2 separate regions of the Columba livia genome follow, and region 2 is linked to region 1. A link is a contact called in public Hi-C data. All regions are on one chromosome and are shown on one strand. Each heading gives the region's core, a stretch centred on a gene start, on an enhancer-like site or on the middle of the called end of the contact. The rest is flanking DNA. Distances are from core to core; before and after follow the strand shown. Region 1 holds the start of IFNAR2 (interferon alpha and beta receptor subunit 2). Region 2 has its middle 17 kb from the start of IFNGR2.

Region 1 (2,700 bases), core at 58-2,557:
TGCAGTGTGTGGATAAGTCCACACCAGAGCAGGGACAAGGGAAGGAGCTCATTGTGATGTGAAACCCCATGGTCTCATTCAAAGGGACCAGGGCAGAGATTGTAATGAAAATACCTTTAAATTGTTGTAACCCATGATTTGAGTTGCATGTTATAGGAATTATTACAGCAGGAACCACTTGAACCAATTGAGAACAATGCAAGTGCAGCAGTGACCTGACCTGAGCCAGCTTTAGTGCCCAGTAACTCCACACAACACATCACCTCTCCTGTCCTGAATGATGAGCATAACAGATGGAGACCAAAGTCATGGACTAAATGAACTCAATGGACATTTTGTTGACATTTGTGGGGGTTTTAAAGATGTTTCATAGGGCTGGTTCACAGACTAAAGGAAGGGTATCTGTGTATTGTATCAAAGGAACAGAAGCAGGATGGTAGTTAAAGAGAATGTATTGGATAGTGTGCAACTTGACCATGATGTAAACCATTTGGAATAAGGGGTGGAGAATGTGCTGGTTTTGGCTGGAATAGAGTTAGATTTCTTGGTAGTAGCTAGTATGGGGTTCTGTTTTGGGTTTGTGCTGGAAACAGTGTTGATAACACAGGTATATTTAGTTATTACTGAGCAGTGGTCACACAGAGCCAAGGCCTTTTCTGCTTCCTACAGCACCCCACCAGCGAGTGGGCTGGGGGTGCACAAGAAGTTCAAGGGGACACAGCTGGGACAGCTGACCCCAGCTGACCCAAGGGATATTCCATGTCATATGACGTCATGCTCAGCATATGAAGTTGGGGAAAGAAGAAAGAGTTTGCCATTCAGAGTGATGTCATTTATCTTCCCAAGTCACTGTTACATGTGATGAAGTCCTGTTGTCCTGGAGATGGCTGAACACCTGCCTGCCAATGTGAATGAATTCCTTGTTTTGCTTGTGTGTGCGTGTCTTTTTCTTTACCTATGAAACTGTCTTAATCTCAACCCACGAATTTTCTCACTTTTACTCTTCCAGTTCTCTCTGCTATCCCACCGGGTGAGTCAGCGAGTGGCTGTGTAGTGGCCTAGTTGCCAGCTGGGGTTAAACCATGATACCACCTCATCCATTCGGGTGCCCATTAATGCAAATATTTTTATGAAACACGGGGAGCAGCACCGTGCTCCACAAAGGAGGCAGGGGATCAGCAAGCGCTTTCGCAGCTTTCTGCCGAGACTTCCCTTCATAACAAGCATCATTGCGCTGGACTAGATGATCTCCAGAGGTCACTTCCGACCCAAATAATTTTGTGACTCTGTGATCAGAGACTTAACAGGGGGTGGGGCGGGGGCGTGGCGAGGCAGGTCACGGAAAGTGAAAGAAGGGCAGAAAGAGCGTCCCGTCAGTGCGGGGAGAGAAGCTGTGCTCCGGCAGGGCAGCCTCCGGCGGGACGCACACCCCTCGATGAGTGAAGCGGTGCCCTGACGCCGGGACCCACCGGACACCGCCCCTCGACGGACGGAAATTCCCCCTTCCCCGGCCGGACGGCGAGGGCGGGGCGACCCGCCCCCTCCTCCGCCATTTCCCGTTCGGCGCCCCCACCCGCCACCTCTCCGTCGGCCTTGCCGGGGAGCCATGGGGAGCCGGCGCCGAGCGGAGCTGAATGGATGGCGTCTGCTGCGAGGTACGGCTTGGATGGCGGCGGCGTCCCCCCGCTTTCCATTAGTGGCTTGTCGCCCGTGTGGCGGGGGGGGCCTGTCTGTGGTGCGGGTGTCGGGGCTGCTCCGTGAGAGCAGCCGGAGCGAGGGCTGGGGTGGCTTCCGACTGCTGCGGGGCGCGGCCGGGCCGCGCTGTGTTCCCTGCTGTGCTCCATCGGCGAGGTGAGGTGTCTGCGGACGGCAGGCCCGGCTTCCCGAGCCGCGGTCGGCGGCGCCGGGGTTTCCTGAAAAGGCGGCGGGTCCGTGTCCGCGCTTTGGCGGGCGAGTTGTGTGTGGAGGCCGCTCTTGGCTGGAACCCGTGTCCCCGCGGCACGTTTTGGCGTTAATATCTGCTGAACCGCGCGTAAAAAACAGCCGGTTATTCGAGTGGTTTCTTCGGCGCTGTTACTGAATGCAAAATCATCCCTAGCGGTAGTCTGTGAGGTGCATTGTAGCTGGTTTGGACGCAGGTAATCTTGTAGCTCAAGACCAGAAATCTGTAAGCTAAAAATATACAACCGTAGACTCTGACAGAGCTGCTTGTCGCAAATGCTGTGCCGTCGTCCCCCCCCCGGCCCCGCGCCGTGCTGGAGGGCACAGGGCAGCCGAGGAGCCCATAGGTTTAAGTGTTGCATGTCCTGCAGTGGTTCCTCCAGAGGCATGTCCAGCTCACCGGTGGCACCACTGGCAGTGGATTGAAAACCTGCTCCTGGTTAATGGATTTTTAAGGTTAAGTGATTTCGATGTTCTTAGAAGCGACTTATCCAAAGTCGCCCAGCAAAGCCAGGAATAGAGTGCGGGCATAACATTACAACGCACAGTTCGATTCCCTAACACACATGGATTCTGTACGAACATCAATCTGTGCATTGTATTACCTGTGTAGTTCTTAAACATACTTCTGCTGACATCTCCGCCTGAAACATCTCCTGTGGTGTCTTTCTTTCAATATTCAGATAAGTAGATTTCTATAAATAATTATGCCACCTGTTTGTTTCAAAGAATAGTGTGTTTTGTGTACTGATGTGGCAC
Region 2 (2,735 bases), core at 136-2,635, 72 kb after region 1:
AGTAAGGTGTGGTGGTTTGGGGGTTTTGTTTTGTCTTTTTCCTTGCTTATCTAGGGAAAATGTTTCATCTGATATTTCAACAGCTAACTGTGGGCTATTATTTTGATAACTGTTTTCTGTGACACAAGATTTTATTTCCCTCCTGGAGTTTCAGCACTCTGGAATAGTGAATGTTTCCAAAATAGGTAAAATTCATAATCTGCAGGCAATCCACAGTTTTCCTTAGAATGTAGAACCAAATGAGCATTAATTAATATATATGTTGCGTGAAGCTTGGTTATAAGAAGGGCTACAGAAAATCTTGTATTCGTTCTTTTCAGTGTTGCCAGAAAGAGCAAAACCAGAGCTTTAAGATGGAAATATTAATTCTATTTATTCAATATCTAATATTTAAACTGGGAAAATAAGTTTGCAAATACCTGAGGCAGTCTCATTCTGATATGTTTCAGCTGTATCCAGAAATACTAGAAAAAATAATTTGACAGAACTTTCACGCTTCACCTTCTAAGAGCAGTTTATTACAGTGCATAAAGGAACTTTGTTTAAATGAGGGGATTTTAGTCACTTTCTAAAGAATAAGACCTTTCTTTTGTTCAAAATATTTCTAGCAGTAGAAAGCTAATCTTTATTATGTGGTATGGAGGAAGTCTGAGGAAGAACTGTATTTGACTCTTCACTGACATTATTCATTGGGATCAGATACAGCCCCATTAATAATTGAATACTTTCAACTGGACCATATAGAGTTTGACTTGTCGGTATTGATGGTAAGAATCACAACCAAGTTAATCAAACACCATGTTTTTGAAACTAGAAGCACTTAACCAATGTTGATATTGTGGAATATGTGTAATATAATCAGCTTTAAGACACACTGTGGGGGAGGGGTGACGAAGCAGAAGTTTCCTGTCATGGGACTATTGCTTGAAAGGGAAGCAGCATCTGGTAATGATTTTGCATTTTGGGTCTGTGACTTTCCCATGACTTCTGCTTTTGGAATGGGTTTTGTTATTAGAATTGTTTTTATATAAGCATGTGCTTGATGTTGCAACCTGGGTAAGAACACACAGATAAAAATATAGTCAGTAGAGAACCCCCTTGGTGGTAAATGTGGGATATTAGATCATTCTCGTAGGGATGTGTTACTGAGTGATATTCATGCAATGCTGTTAGCACTTGATTTTGCTAGTTGGCATTGAAGTAGCTGGCATATTTATAGGTGTTATTCACTGCTGTTTGACGTTGGGGCTTTATTTCAAAGAAAAATCTGAATATGCGTGACAGTAGAATTATTTCTCACTGTACTGGGAATTTCAATGTCTTTTGGGTAGGGGGAAGCAGAGGAGATCTGTAGAAGGAGGAATTGTGATAGATAGCTATGTTCCATTCTTCTTATCGCTACAAGGTTTTTCTGCCAGTGATGATTTTCACTTAAGGTGCAATTCATAGGTACAGTAGTACCTGGTAATGGTAAATGAAGAACTGTAGGTAAGTCTGGGGGCATATATGCCTTTCTTAGGGACTGATTACTTTAATCATCTATCTTTATTCAGCACTGGGGAGGCCACACACACAGTGTTGTGTCCATTCTGGGCTTCCCAGTACAAGAGAGACATGCCCAGTGACAAGACCAGAGGCAACAGGCAACAACTGAAACACAGGAGGTTCCCTCTGAACATCAGAAAACACTTTCTCACAGTGAGGATAGCTGAACACTGGCAGAGGCTGCCCAGGGAGGTTGTGGAGTCTCCATCCTTGGAGATACTCTGGACACAGTCCTGTGCCACCAGCTCTGGGTGGCCCTGCTTGAGCAGGGGGGTTGGACCAGATGCCCTCCAGAGGTGCCTTCCAACCTCAACACTTCTGTGATTCTCTCTTTTTGAACTGTATTGCAAAACATTTAAGGTAGGAACTAAAACACTTTTTGTTCTGGTTTGTTGTTGTTGTTGTTGTTGTTTTTGTTTTGTTTTGTTTTTTCAGATGCGTTGTCAAGGCCCTATTTAAAGTATAATTGCAGAAAACTTCAAACCATCAGGTAGATGGCAAACAGCCACATGAAAAGAACCAGTCTCAGTGCTGCTGAGCAGGTAAGTTAGAGAAGTACCAGGCTTGGCATAATCCTCCTGAAAATTACAGTTTATAAGGGTTGCAGGTAAGCCTGGAAAATTTCTTACAGACACGCTTGTGTCGCAATGAAAGCTACCATTTGGTAAATTTTTAAGGAAAAATATACTCTTGTTGCAGTTTGATAGTCATCAGGAAAAAAAAAAAAACAAACGAATATTCTGTGACACTTAACCTGCATTTCTTAACTGTCCATTTATCCTTCCCCCAAATTTCCTTATCCATAGCACCCTTACTAAGAAGTGCAGTGTTACGCTGGAACAATTTCAAGGCATCAGAAGTGCCACTTTTTGACAAATTGATTATTTGCCATTGCTGTCTGTGCCAGATAATCCAAACTTTCGAAGGCTTGCTTAAGCGATTGGTTATGTACTGAGTATATTAAATAAATTTCTATAAATGGAAGCAAGATTGCCTGCAAGTATTCTAGCAAGAGATCTTTTCTTAGACCATCAACTCTTATCTTCTTGATGCTGCCCACATGTCTGATACTGCAGCTAGCTGGCAAGTGAATGTCACACACATCTTGATGAGAAAGGCTTTCCAATTATATTAGAGTGGTGGTGGCCTTAGTAAATTCTTGTTTTCATGACAGATGATATTTCCTAGAT

Evidence for each region. A called contact is a pair of places that touch in the nucleus more often than the background predicts.
Region 2: a contact with region 1 is called in a Hi-C map of crop, with 2.0 times the contacts expected there. The contact joins the enhancer-like site here to the promoter of IFNAR2 in region 1. A contact is called at or near these places in 2 of 2 Hi-C or Micro-C datasets (crop and liver).

The regions. Positions count from the first base shown.
Region 1 is chr1:91,801,708-91,804,407 of bColLiv1.pat.W.v2, forward strand. It overlaps IFNAR2 (interferon alpha and beta receptor subunit 2), which reads left to right and starts at 1,308. Exons shown (of 10, transcript XM_065066640.1): 1 at 1,308-1,655.
Region 2 is chr1:91,873,611-91,876,345 of bColLiv1.pat.W.v2, forward strand. No RefSeq gene overlaps it. Among named protein-coding and RNA genes, the nearest start is that of IFNGR2, 17 kb to the right of the region's middle. Within about 2 kb of position 1,386, at least 1 of the 3 cell types and tissues checked has an H3K27ac peak away from gene starts, as active enhancers do.